Regions from separate parts of the Mus musculus genome. Here regions 2, 3, 4 and 5 are each linked to region 1. Evidence: chromatin contacts called from public HiCAR-type and HiChIP or PLAC-seq data. All regions are on one chromosome and are shown on one strand. The core of a region is the stretch at or near the end of the contact, and the rest is flanking DNA. Distances in the headings are between cores, read along the strand shown. Region 1 has its middle 39 kb from the start of Gm33841. Region 2 overlaps Gm33436 (a long non-coding RNA gene). Region 3 overlaps Rbms1 (RNA binding motif, single stranded interacting protein 1). Region 4 overlaps Rbms1 (RNA binding motif, single stranded interacting protein 1). Region 5 overlaps Rbms1 (RNA binding motif, single stranded interacting protein 1).

Region 1 (2,540 bases), core at 18-2,517:
CCCCCTTGAGTAGCAGACAGGATCGTGGTGCACAGATATCATGTAGGCAAAACATTTGTACACATAAAATAAAAATCAATAAACCTTAAAAAATATTTTTGCCTTGCCGGATTCTGTGCATCACACTGATAAATGTATTAACTTTGGGGGGGGGGTATCTTTAAAAAGTTTCTTTATAGTAAAAGCTTGTATAAAGACATGTTATTCTTTCAACCACTGTAGCTATAAAATGGTACAATACACGCAACAGTCCATTCTTTCTCCTTGGATGGTTTGTCTGGGAGACGATCACTACTTATTATTTTTTTAAACCGAGAGTTGACTGATTATATCCTTTGCAACACCAAGCTGGTCCTCTTTTTCTTCATGATTTCTAGAAATCTCTAATAGGAAGTTGCAATGTCTATTCTAAATGGATATGAATGATTTTAAAATTGAAAACTTAAACATAAAATTTTATTTTTAATCTTCTAGAAGGATAAGTTGACTTTCATGAAAAATTATTGCTTAATATAATTCATTACACTTAATCACACACGATTTAATATCTCATATTATGAACCGGAAGAAGGTTATGTTCAGAGACTAGCAAGGTACCTTGCCACTTAGGACTTCAACATGTTTATCTACATGTTGATTCATTTTTTTATGTTTAGAATTTCTTTGAATAAGCACTCAGAAATGCAAGATTTCAATTCTTGTCTGGCGTTCAAAGGCCAAGAAGATTTTTACTGGTCTAAGTGCAGGAAGCTGTTGGCTACCTTCCTTCTATTCCAGAGGAAACTAGACCTGCAGTACTGAGAAGCCACCACAAGAGGGGGCATGTCTCCTGGAAATGTGAGGATTTCGACTGGTTTTCAGACTAAGGCTGCCGGCATTTTGGAGGTGTTCTCCTAGGTCAGCAATGAACACTGTATGTGTAAAGAGAGGGCAATGATTATGCGTCAGTCATTGTTTACCTCGGAGAAAAACCAGCACTTTGCTGCTTGGCATTTTGCAGTCAGGCTGAGAACAGGCCAGCCAGGATGAAGGGAGACCACAGCATCACTCAGCCCATCTTTGCTGGCTCGATTGCAAATGTGGTAGCCAGAGAAAACCAAAACATCAAAAATGACTAAGAGGGGGATTAGAGGTGCATCTCTTCTATGTTTGAAAATGTCAGAATGAGGCTTCATTTGCATGTCGAATAGCATATTCCTGTTTGAACCCTGTCTGCCTCGCTGAAGATACCACGCAGGCTGGCAAGGTGCCCCTTTGCAAAGGGCTTGCACAGTCCCTACATTAGGCAGGAAACCAACCACTTTGCTTTGGTGTCAGCACAGCTGTTAGCGCCTTCACCTCAACATCTGGCAGCGGTTGGCTAACAGGAGGCTTGTCTTTTGTTGGGACAAACTGCTCCTTAGCTTGAGTGATAGTACTGGAAAATCCATGCAGGACAAATGGAATCTGAGGCTGGCCTTTATAATTCTCAGATGGTAAAGAAACACCACAACTGCTCAGTTGCTGAATGAGAATCCAAAGTGTTCGTAGAGAAATTGGCTCTGTAACAACCACACGCGATGTCATAGCGCTTGCAAGAGGAGGCAGAAGGATTAGGAATTCAAGGTCATTCAACTATGTAGCAGTTTCAAGAGAAGCCTAGGCAAGCCTCTGTCTCAAAAATAAAATAAAATATATTTGCTCAATTAGAGAAACAGAAACACATTGTTCTGTGTGTGCTGAAAGTGGGTTCTAGCTTATTCTTGTGGATAGGCACGACGCGAATGCTTTGTCCAGGCCGTCAGAGCAAGCTGCCCTGTCTCATGCTGAAAGAGGCCATTTGTCAACAACACAGTGCCTGAGCCAGATGAACACCCTCGGTGACCATGTGTCTCATCATGTTATGATTTTTTCAAGAAGAAAATAGCCAGAAAATAACAACAACAACAACAAATACCAACCCTTCTCCAGATCAAAAGAACAGAATTAGGAAATTTAGGGACTTGAGTGGAATTTTGGTAAGAGACACAGTTCACGTCCGTGGGAACCGCCAACTATATTTTCCCATTTCACTATTATAATGAACATTTTCAGGTGATTGATAACACAGGAATCTCATTTATGCTTCGGGCTATTTTGAGTGTTTTTTTTTAAATTAGTTAATTAATTAATTAGCTAATTTTGTGCATGCTCGCATGCCCTGGCATGCCTGTGGAAGTCAGAGAACAAACATATTTTTAACCAATTCTCTCCTAACACCTTGTGAGTCCTGGGAATCAGAAAGGGGCTGTCAAGTTTGGCGCAGTTGCCTTTACATGCGGAGCCATCTCACAAGCCCAATTTTGAGTCCTTACACTATAGGGCTGAGTTATACTCAGAGAGTGAGCTGCATGTCATGTGGATTCTGTAAAACCACATGTGGAGAAGACACTTCAACAAACTAGTCTCTGCTCTTCCCTCGATTTTTTTTTCTTTTTTTCTCTTCTCTCTCTCTCTTTTTTTTTTCTCAGAATGTCTCACACAACAGCCAAATATACCTCTGCAAAAACAGAATATAAGTG
Region 2 (2,540 bases), core at 20-2,519, 780 kb after region 1:
CCTTTGTCACATGGTCCAAAGCAGAACTAAGGAGTAGAGATAGGAAGAGTCCAAAGAGGCTGCTGTGTACAAAGGCATGGGTTGGGGGCCATTTCTCAATCTACTGCAGAGACCATCTCAGGGCTGTCTTTCTGAAGCCTACGTGTAAGTCTGAGGAGGCCCCTGCCTTCAACAACCACCACCACAAACCATGACACTTCATGTAAGTCTGACCAGACACTGGAGAGAGGGCTCTGTCTGTCCTAATGAAGGCCAACCAGTCCCTGCCCGGCTTTCTGGGGACAGACAGATAACAAACACTCCTGTAGTAACCGATGAGCCTCCCAGAGCTTACGGGAATGGAAAGACAAGATGACTCCAAAGATATCTAAGGAAGAGAAACTTCGACATGCCCTATGAGGTACAGGCAAACATACTGTTGCAGAAAGTATTGGAGATGTAGGACATTATTGGGCTCCATTCTTACACAGCAACAAGGCAGTGTGGTCCACATGAGCTCCCTCCCCCTAGCCACATGCCCTCCAATTGAATGCAGTCCCCCCTTGATTCCTTCTGGTATGTTCGATTACCTCAACTACCTTTTAGAACTAGAAGCAGGTGTTGGTTACCATTTGTCCGGCTCTGAACCCACTGTGAAGAACTGGGGACAATATGCTAGTCTCCACTGAAAATGAGAAAGCTAGAGACACATTAGCAGGCTCTGAGCCACTGAAGGAAAGGATATTCATATGTGAGAAATATATGTGGAGAATGAGTCTGAGTAGGGGGAAAAAAGTACCTTAGAGATGCTATTAAATAATAGCTTTATCCACTATCCATCTGTCCATTCACTTCCTCCTTCCTAGCTTCCTTCCTTCACATTGCCTACCCAGACCCCATAGTCATTTGAGGTTTTCACTCTTGATGCATGAATATGTATTTCCCAAGCAAAGTCTTGAATAACCTGAAAGGTCTTTCTTCTTGTCACTCTCTGCACTCTGGGCAAAGTGGAGAGGGTTAAATATCCGACTGATGAACTGGAAGCTTGGCTCCGGGTTCTGAAAGGGAAGGGGAACCCCTTCTTCATTTTGCCTGAGCCAAATGGCCAATTCACAGCCTACTCGCTGCACTTTAACCAGCGACAGCTGGAGCTTGCGGCTTGCATCCCGCCTTCTCATCCTTAGTCCATCTGTAAGGGCAGGAAACAGAAGGGCACCACACGCAACAGTCACACACACTCATCAAAGACAAGCCACTGACACAGAAACTGAACAAGAAAAGGCTTTCCGGGCTGGCGGTGGGAGTCACCGTCAAGCGCATGCTCAGTAGCCACCCGCAGCCTCTGCCTTAGTCTTTGAGAGTGAGGACGGAGAAACAAGTCTCCTTCGGTTTCTCAACAAATGGCTTACTTCAGGAAGCAAGTTAGTGGTGCGTCAGTCAGTGACCAGCCCAGCTGTAGTGATGTTGGTATGTCATGCTAGGGATTCTATCCATATCCCCGGCTGGCTCTTCTCCATTCCTTTGTGGAAGACTGGAGTCAGACATCTGCAGGAGCATCCGTTGACTGCTTCAAGGGGAGCTGCAGTCTGGAAGAAATTTCAGGGTTCAGGGCTCAAGTCTAGGAGGAAAGGTCAATTTTGCTATTTAGAACCAGGGCATTCTGCCTAACTTAACTGTGGGGCAAAGCTTCAAATAGACTTGGGATTAGAAATTTGGGCATCTAATTCAGACTTGTATGTCAGGGAGGCTTACCCCAGGGTCTCAGCTCCGACCTCTGAACATCCTCTAATTCTGAGAGGCAATTTTAGTAACGATCCAGTGTACGGATTGTAATTGTACCCACTGTAGTGTCCTTTTCCCCTCCTGAGAACAATTACTTATGACTCCAAAAGGAACTATCACAGGGGCCTTCTGACCAAAGGATATTGTGAAAAAAGCTGCATCTGTGGGCTGGGTCCAGGTCTAGGTCCTACCTTTTAATGACTGTGTGAAACTAGGCAAGTACCTTGACCTATGGGGCCCTTTCCTTCTTTTTCTCAAATTAAGGAAAGTTATTCATTAAGAAAAAAGGTGCAAATCTCTTGTAAGATATTAACAGGGCTGAGGGCTAAAGAGATGGCTCAGCAGTTAATAGCACACAGTTACTGCTCTGCCAGAGAACCCAAGGTCCCTAGTGCCCACATGAGATGGTTCACAAGTGCCTATAACTCTACTTCCAGGGGATTTGACCCCCCTCTGGCCTGTCCAGAATATGCATGCACATCATGTGTTTAAATTAACACAGGCATATATGCATAAATAGAAATAAGAAATTAATTTCAAATGGCTGAATTAGATATGGGGCTCTAGCCTGTGGCTCATTGCTCTAACAGAATAGCTGGAGGCAAGCAATCTATAAAGGAAAGAAGTTGATTTTGACTCCTACTTCTGGAAGTCCAAACAGATGCTGTGGATATCTGTTTAGCTTCTTGTGAGGCTCTCACGATGTTCCAAACATGTCACTTAAACTGACACAAGGCGGGGAAGGTAGGGCACAGACAGCATCACCACCGACTTTGCAA
Region 3 (2,540 bases), core at 22-2,521, 720 kb after region 1:
CTGGGTCTGGAGTTGGCAAGCCTGTGCCAGCCACCAAGTCTGACTCCTTACAGCATCATTGTCTGCCTCTGCATGCCCATACCCTGCAGATCTACTCATGCTTGTGTAGAAGTCTGGAGATGGGTCCTTTCATGGTGTCCTCCAGCCCTCTGCTCACTAGTATCTTCAGTAACTCAGCTGCATCAACAAGAATTAACTCAAACGCTCCTGTGGGGAACAGTCAGGTCCTGGAGCTCACCCGGAACCATGATGGCCCCTGTAATAAACAAACATGCAGGAACCCAGAAGAAGAGAGTATGCCATTGGCCAAACGCATCTTCACCCCCACAGTCTCTCCAGCACCTTTCATATGCAATAAAGTAAAATAAAATTAAAATTAAAAAAAAAAGGTATTGCAGTAGTAAGTAGATCCTGTGGATTGAACCTGAGGAACATAAAAGACTGGTCAGGCCCCACCTCTGAATGGCATACACCTACCCTAGCTTGTCACATAGAACACAGCCGGAAAGCACTGAAGTATGTTGATGTTAGATTGGCTCCATCCTGGAGTCCCGGGCTTAGGTGGCTGCTCTGAGGTTTTCATGGGTAATGGCGTTGGGTATTTATTCTCCCAGAGCTCCCGGGTTCCATCGTCAATAGTATGACTGATGAAGATGATTAGAAAATCATTTTACTTTTCTGTACCCAGTTCCATTTTTTTTCATAAAGGAACTCATGTGTATGTCTGTATAGAACCATGGGCCACACTTGGTCTTGTAACATTAAATCCTGACAGCACATCACTTTTACAGCTGCTACTAAAGGTGAACTGCACATAGGTACACACTTGGAACTTAAAATCTAAGACCTGCATGCACAGTGCCTTCAGAAAAACTCAGCCTGGCGGAAGAGCTTCCTTTAACTCCCTGACTTAGTTATAGTTAGCTAGTTAGCTAGTTAGCTAGTTAGTTAGTTAGTTTGTTTGTTTTTCCATCAACAACACTTAGATGAAAGGAAAACGTTTTAACCTCAAACTAGTAGACGCCTGCCCTGTGAGTTTAGCTCAGTGCCAGTTTGAGTCCCCTCTCTGCATGCTCAGGACACCAGCCACACACAGCTTGTGACCTCCTTTGGTTCGTTCTTCATGCAGCAGCAAGACTGGTTGAAAAAGGGAAAGGACCCAGCACCATTGTTATAGCCCCAGATAAAATCTCCCAGCTCCTCTGTGAAGGAGACCTCAGACTTATCAGACTTATCACAGACCGACTGAACAGTTTCCTTTGTTCTTTGAAGGACTTTGTGGTTGGGTCCTTAAACTGTTTCCTTTGAGGTGGGTTTACAGACTGCTGGCCACACCCATTCAAGAAAAACCCCTGGTTTCCAAACCACGTGTGGATGATTGTAAGAGCCTGGGCAGCCCTGCAGCTGCTAGAGAAGAGTTTCTTCCATGTTGTACCAGGGGACAAATGAGTACAAGAGACATGAGTCCCATCTATATTGCAGGCCTGGCTGCAGAGGCCTTATCCGGCAGCTGAGGCTGTGTTCCCATCCAGTCCTTAATGCCACTTCATTTCTAAATTCTTTCAATTCTAATTTCTCTCATTTCTGTGCACTGATCTGGGTTCGGGACTAGGTTGCAAGTTGTGTGGGGGCAGGAGCATTGGCTTGTGACTTTTGTATGCCACCCTGTCCCTGCAGGGCTCACTGAGTGCTGTCTCTGAGCTTTTGACCTGAATGCTCATCTCAGTACTCAGAGCTGCTCGGAGGCCTGTGACGTATGAATGAGGTTGAATTGCCTCCGGGCTCAGTGTGGGATTTGGAAGCACACTCTTGTAGTAAACTCAGCCTTTCCCCCAAACAAGTCCCCAGCACATGTTGGAACCCATGAGGAATCTGAAAGTTTTCTGCTTCTCTGAACTTGGTACTTCCGTACCCATAGTGAGAGGAGCTTTGAATGCTAGCCAGTGTCTCAGGGATAGATCTCGCTTCATCTGGGGAGAGCTTGAGATTATCGATCAGATTGGGTAGAAAATAAAATGATGGGGGTGAGCAGGTTACATCGAGTGTGCCTTCCTGAATGGTTAACTACCATGGGCTCCTTGCTAGGTAGACATAACATCTTATAGACACAGCCAGAGGATGGCCTATTTGACGATGCCTTGTTTAGCTAGCATAAGCAGAATTACCCAGTATGGTTCCTGTCAGAGTACTTGGATTCTTGCACAGTTGGCAGTTTGCCTATGACACTGGAGCCAAGTTCAGAAAAGAAAGGCACTTTAGCCAGGCTCACATCCCAATACAGCTTTTGCCCTGGTGTGCTAGAGTCCTCAAAGGATCTGCTGGTGTTGGGTCATTGACGGAACCTGTTAGCATCCAAGTCACAACCATTAAAAAGGAAAACGAAAAGAAATGTGGTAAAGCCCCCAAAGATAAGTTTTAGAAATAAAAGGAACAGTGTAGTCTTCTTAGCTGTAACTCATGTATACTAGCTTCTAGAAGGCTAAAGGGCGGAGGTCCAAATGGGCATGGTGGTGCATGCCTTGGAGGTAGAAGCAGGTGGA
Region 4 (2,540 bases), core at 29-2,528, 680 kb after region 1:
GAAGATACTTGATTTTTGTCTAGGACTGTATTTTGTATTCTACTGCAGTTCTAAGACAAATGCCATATTCCTTATAGGAGAGAGTTGTGGTATCATGATTAGAATGAAGATTATATGTAATTTGTATTATCCAAATGAGCAGAAAGCCAGCCCACCTTGGGGCTGTGGAGATGGCTCAGGGGTGCTAGGGAAATCAAGTGCTTGCCTTGCAAGCTTAAGGACCTGAATTTGGTCCCCAGTACATATGTGAAGATGCAAGGATGTAGCAATGCCCTTGTAATGCCATTGCCTCAGAGACAAGTATAGGAGGAGCCCTGAAGCTCAGTGGTCAGCCAGTCTAGCCTAATTGGTGAGTTCAAGGCCAGTGTGTGACCTTGTCTCTAAGAACATGTTCCTGAAGGTGACACCGAGGTTGTTCTCCAACCTCCACTGCACACTTATCCACACACACGAACATGTATACACAGACATGTATATCTACACAAAAACATGTATACACACAGACACAACTTTCAAAACGAAAGTCTACCTACCATAGTTGACTCTCAATTACACCATTACCCAGCAGTATCTGGGGTTGGGTCTACAAACAGTAGTTTCACCTCCATCTGAATTGTTTCGTAGCCAGTCCCCTCCAGAGAAGGCACACTTGAACTTTAAAGGGCAAGTAGTTTACACTTGAAAATAACTGTTAGTGTGTGTGTGTGTGTGTGTGTGTGTGTGTGTGTATATATATATATATATATATATATATATACGTATATATATATATATATGCGTGCATACAGTGTCTGTATAGCTGTCCTGTGTGACAGTCTTACTGTGTTCATTGATGTCATTCCCCATTCATATGGTGTCATGCTTTCAAATTTCCTTGTAACACTAGTATTTCGGATGTCTTTTGAGTAGTAGTCATTCCAGGTTCTAAGGATCCATGAAATACTTCTCTCACATTTAAGACACATTTTACTTTAATTTAAATTGTCTTTCACTCTAGTTGTGTGTGTGTGTGTGTGTGTGTGTGTGTGTGTGTGTGTGTGTGTGTGTGTGAGTGATTGAGTTGGAATGTGTACACACTTACACCATGACTCATCAGCAGACAACTTCTTGGGATCAATTCTTGCCTGTCACCCTTCTGTGGGTTCCAGGAATCATACTCTTCTTCATCAGGCTGCAGGCAGGGCCAGCCTCCTTCACCTACTGAGCTGTCTTGCTGGGCTCAGTCTTTTAAGCATAAAGTTTAAACAAAGCAGCTAAGGAAGCAGGAAGCCAAGGAGCTGCCTCTCTGCTGCCTCAGCAGGGTGGAGACAGGAAGTGTGTGGAGACACCATTGCTGACCCACCCCAGCCTGGCCTGCAGGGACAGGGAAGTGTCAAGCCTTCCTGGCTGCTGCCTGGATTCTCACATGTGAATTCTTTTGTTTATGGTCTGCTCAGTTCATAGACTATTCTACAGAACTTTACTGAGTTTTTTTGTTTTGTTTTGTTTTAATTTAAAGGTAAGAATTACACAAATCCCATCAAGTGTGCTTTTTTAAAGTTATTTTGAGCTTCCTTTTCCCCTTGGTTATCTATAGAAATAACCCTTGTTGTTACTGACATGAATCCTGTTGATTACTCTTGGTCCACTTGCAAAGCAAGAGTGCCCAGCTCCTGCTCTCCAACACAGAATAGTTTTAGGCTTTTATTTTTTTTTAACTTTTTTTTTATTTAACTATTAGTAAGGTAAACAAAACTAGGGCTTTTTGGATAGTTTTTCAGGTAGAGTTAAAGTTTTTTTGTGATGTTAGAAAAGAATCCGAGGCCGGCCGGTGTGAACGTTCAAGGATGAAAAGCCAGAATCACAGAATAAATTTAGCTCTTGGGAAATTTCTTACACTTACTTTTTTGGTCACCACTGGTGCCCTGCAGTGACCATGTAACCCCTCTTAAGTCAGTTTGTAAAGAACCTTACCCAGGCAGTCTCGTAGCGCATCCTCAGAGCTCTGCCAACACATTCCCCACTGCTTCCCATGGAAAACGGCCTGCCTACAGTCTCCTCTCCCGGGTCAGTACCTGCAAGGCCTTCATCTGTGGCTTCCTCTAGGATAAGGCTCTAGACCATGGTACGCGATGCTTACTCCCTTCAAGTGCTGTGGCTCATGCTATGAGAATGCAAGTCTCATGGAGGAATGGCGTTATGGCAGAACAGCTCTCAGCTCTAGTGGCAGGAGCAGAAGGCTGCTCCCTGACAGCCTAGCAGGCCAGGAAGCAGAGAGTAGATATGAAGTAGGCCAGACTACAGGATGTAAAGGTCACCCTACTGACTCACTTCCTCCAGAGGGCCTTTGCTCCCTGAAGGTTCTTCAACCTCCTGTAAGAGCACCACCAGCTGGGGTCCAAGTCTTTAAACACAGAGCCCAAGGAGGGCATTTCACATTGAAACCACAGCCAGGTTAGTGGCAGTGTTCAGAATAATTCTATTCAGACAGGAAGCACTTCATCAACACAGGCTGTGGGTACTTCTCCACGATTTTCTTCTGACTGTTGAGACTCTCTGTG
Region 5 (2,540 bases), core at 24-2,523, 650 kb after region 1:
TTAGAAAGTCTGTGGTTGGTGTCCCTGCTGTAGTTTTGCAAATAGGTTAGGAGCTGGGAAGGCCCCAAACCGCAGCCCTTTTCTACTACTTCTCCTGATGTCATCCCTGGTGTCACATATAATTATTTTACCTAAGACTCTGCCTGTTAGGCAAATGTTCTACCTCTGACTACAGCCTAGCTCTTCATTCCTGATTTTGTTCAATAGCCAGCATCTTCTATCCTGCCATTCTATCCTTCTATCTATACCAATTGCCTTGTGCTCTGGGATGGTATCTTGGGCACTGATTACATGACATTTAAGAGAACATGTGGTCTTACCTACTTCTGTCTATGGTTACCATTTCTTTGACAGTCAGAGGCTTGGTAGATGGGGGCTAATGAGTGTACCTGTCTAGATCTCAGTTTAACTATGAGAAGAAAAGAGAATGGATACATGGAGATACTGAGACTTGAGTAAAGAAGAACAGAGTTTTGTGTGACATCTGTGGCATAACAGGAGACAGGGCCAGGTGGTTTTATACCTAGAAACCAGTGCCTATAGTCCATAGATTATAGACACAGCATGTGAATTTACTTGCCCCTGAAAGCTATAAAGCATGGGTTGGAAGGATAGAATCTCAGGCAGGGCAGTTTGGGTTTTAGATTAAGCAATAACAATATTCCTAACTCAAGTTCAGCTCTTATGAAGTAGAATTTCCTCATCCTTTGATCAGTTTTTCCAAGTACTCTCCTTCTGAAAGAGTCTCTTTAGATGAAGTAGTATTTGAGTGACAACGTAGCAGGGACCCTGAACGGAGAGGGACGAAGGTAAAGGACCAGAAGAAAGAGTTACTGAGTTCTCAGCTTGTTAAGATGTTGTGGAATTAGCATGTTCATGGCAGAAGCTAGGCACAGACCATGATGTCTACAGTGGGCATCTGAAATTGCTGGCAAGATACATGAGAGTTGTATATGTTGACTGTTCACATTTTCTGCTGTGGAGTTTAATTTTTCTTCCATATGCCTTATGGAATACATTTTTGTCTGTAGTAGTAAATGTCTGACATCAATATTTGAAATCTTTGTTGCATGTCTGGCAAGTATTTAGGTTTTTGTATGTTCAAACTGTTGTGTAACTGCTATTCTTGGCTTAATATATTTACTACTTAATATATTTCATATTTATAGAAAATATGAAGGAGACTACTTCCTGCTCCTGCGGCACATTGGCTGTGAGGACAGTTTGGGTCCACCTCACTGTCATTGGGCTGAGCCCTTTAACTTCCTCAAAAGTCTTGTGTGGGGCCTAGGGTCAGAGAGCTGTGGTTTCCCTCCACCAGCTCGCGCTCAGAGCAGCAGTATCTGGTGTGCATACTTCAGACACTCTTCCTAGGTGGCTGCTGACTGGAGAGCCAAGCCTGAGAAACCCTTAGCTGCAGGCTTTACAAGATGCCCTCTTGGGAAGGTTTCCAACTGCCACAGCTTTCTCACAGGGGTTAAATTTCACAAGGTCAGCCAGAGTGAAGCATCGTGCAGTGAATCTCATCCAGATGTCTCCATGAAGCCACAGATCTAGCTTAGAAGTGAGAGGCTCTGGGTGAAGCTCTAACTTTCTGACATTTTAAGAGTAGTCTCCTTTTAAAGAGTACTTTAAATAATCAGCTACTTTCAATCAAATAGTCTTCAGAATCTGAAGGCTTTTCAAAAGCCTGGTGATTTCTAAACTAGTGTATATTAAGATGACAACAGTATCATGTGACCTCATGCAAGTTAATTTTGAGCCTCAGGAGATGTGTTCCTTAAAATGTCTGAATAAATTGATTATCCATAAATTCATCCACATTTCAGATATTGATGAGTAAAATTCTTTTATTTCATATTGAGAGTTTTTTGAGTTGTTTGTCTAAAGATGAATAGATATTTTTTCACCTGTAAGTTAAATTTTAGATCACAGTAGCTGAGGATAATCTGTGTTTAATTTTGCTGTCTTTATTCTATTTGGTAGCTCACATAGCCTCTGAGTGGTGCTTGATCCCTTACTTTTGCTCTGACACTCCCTGGTTTTTGTTTTGCAGCAGTCTCTGGTCCCAGCACACCCCATGGCCCCACCCAGTCCCAGCACCACCAGCAGTAATAACAACAGTAGCAGCAGTAGCAACTCAGGATGGGATCAGCTGAGCAAGACAAACCTCTACATCCGAGGCCTGCCCCCCAATACCACTGATCAAGACCTGGTGAAGCTCTGCCAACCGTGAGTATAATTGCTTTGCCTTAGCTGCCAAGACTTCCTTGATCATAGCCAAAGAGAATGTAGGTTATGTTAAAGGAGAGGTGCATAAAATAAATATATATGAAAATATCTAAGACCCTACACGTGCAACTCTTGGTCACTTTCTTAGTATTCACACGTGCTAGTAGAATGCCAACATACAAGTAAAATTTGCATTTTCTTAATTTGGCATTTGAGAAATAAAATATGAAATTAAGAAAAATTGATGGCTAGATCTTTTTTAAGAGTACTCATCTTTCATAGAAGCCTGATAGGAGCTAGTCAATCCC

What was found. HiCAR-type assays count read pairs that join an accessible place to other places. HiChIP or PLAC-seq counts read pairs in DNA pulled down with a chosen protein or histone mark.
Region 2: a HiCAR-type map of Th17 cells shows a contact between it and region 1, with 7 times the contacts expected there. The contact joins two enhancer-like sites. A contact is called at or near these places in 9 of 39 promoter capture datasets (the C10 cell line, Sertoli cells, cranial neural crest and 5 more), 2 of 15 datasets of contacts at CTCF or cohesin (the NIH/3T3 cell line and large pre-B cells), 6 of 484 Hi-C or Micro-C datasets (bone marrow-derived macrophages, cerebral cortex, embryonic stem cells and 2 more), 6 of 115 datasets of contacts at active chromatin or transcription factors (Th17 cells, bone marrow-derived macrophages, differentiating embryonic stem cells and 3 more) and 2 of 9 other capture datasets (adipose tissue and macrophages).
Region 3: a contact with region 1 is called in an H3K27ac HiChIP or PLAC-seq map of regulatory T cell precursor, with 20 times the contacts expected there. The contact joins two enhancer-like sites. A contact is called at or near these places in 1 of 39 promoter capture datasets (hippocampal neurons), 1 of 484 Hi-C or Micro-C datasets (bone marrow-derived macrophages) and 3 of 115 datasets of contacts at active chromatin or transcription factors (Th17 cells, embryonic basal ganglia and regulatory T cell precursor).
Region 4: a HiCAR-type map of Th17 cells shows a contact between it and region 1, with 7 times the contacts expected there. The contact joins two enhancer-like sites. A contact is called at or near these places in 2 of 39 promoter capture datasets (the HPC-7 cell line and cranial neural crest), 1 of 484 Hi-C or Micro-C datasets (bone marrow-derived macrophages), 4 of 115 datasets of contacts at active chromatin or transcription factors (Th17 cells, embryonic basal ganglia, embryonic stem cells and 1 more) and 1 of 9 other capture datasets (embryonic stem cells).
Region 5: an H3K4me3 HiChIP or PLAC-seq map of the SCID.adh cell line shows a contact between it and region 1, with 7 times the contacts expected there. The contact joins two enhancer-like sites.

The regions. Positions count from the first base shown.
Region 1 is chr2:61,492,843-61,495,382 of GRCm38.p6, reverse strand. No RefSeq gene overlaps it. Among named protein-coding and RNA genes, the nearest start is that of Gm33841, 39 kb to the left of the region's middle. Within about 2 kb of position 1,267, at least 44 of the 459 cell types and tissues checked have an H3K27ac peak or open chromatin away from gene starts, as enhancers often do. A contact at or near this core is called in the SCID.adh cell line, Th17 cells and regulatory T cell precursor, where this site is marked.
Region 2 is chr2:60,716,255-60,718,794 of GRCm38.p6, reverse strand. It overlaps Gm33436 (a long non-coding RNA gene), which reads right to left. Exons shown (of 3, transcript XR_374559.3): 3 at 1,096-1,565. It also overlaps a transcript of Itgb6 not described here. Among named protein-coding and RNA genes, the nearest start is that of Gm33436, 25 kb to the right of the region's middle. Within about 2 kb of position 1,269, at least 44 of the 459 cell types and tissues checked have an H3K27ac peak or open chromatin away from gene starts, as enhancers often do. A contact at or near this core is called in Th17 cells, where this site is marked.
Region 3 is chr2:60,773,437-60,775,976 of GRCm38.p6, reverse strand. The region is part of intron 6 of Rbms1 (RNA binding motif, single stranded interacting protein 1); the gene reads left to right. Among named protein-coding and RNA genes, the nearest start is that of Gm33436, 82 kb to the right of the region's middle. Within about 2 kb of position 1,271, at least 53 of the 459 cell types and tissues checked have an H3K27ac peak or open chromatin away from gene starts, as enhancers often do. A contact at or near this core is called in regulatory T cell precursor, where this site is marked.
Region 4 is chr2:60,809,564-60,812,103 of GRCm38.p6, reverse strand. All of the region lies in intron 2 of Rbms1 (RNA binding motif, single stranded interacting protein 1), which reads left to right. Among named protein-coding and RNA genes, the nearest start is that of Rbms1, 71 kb to the left of the region's middle. Within about 2 kb of position 1,278, at least 192 of the 459 cell types and tissues checked have an H3K27ac peak or open chromatin away from gene starts, as enhancers often do. A contact at or near this core is called in Th17 cells and regulatory T cell precursor, where this site is marked.
Region 5 is chr2:60,841,989-60,844,528 of GRCm38.p6, reverse strand. Rbms1 (RNA binding motif, single stranded interacting protein 1) reads left to right here. Exons shown (of 14, transcript NM_001141931.1): 2 at 2,057-2,232. Among named protein-coding and RNA genes, the nearest start is that of Rbms1, 38 kb to the left of the region's middle. Within about 2 kb of position 1,273, at least 74 of the 459 cell types and tissues checked have an H3K27ac peak or open chromatin away from gene starts, as enhancers often do. A contact at or near this core is called in the SCID.adh cell line, where this site is marked.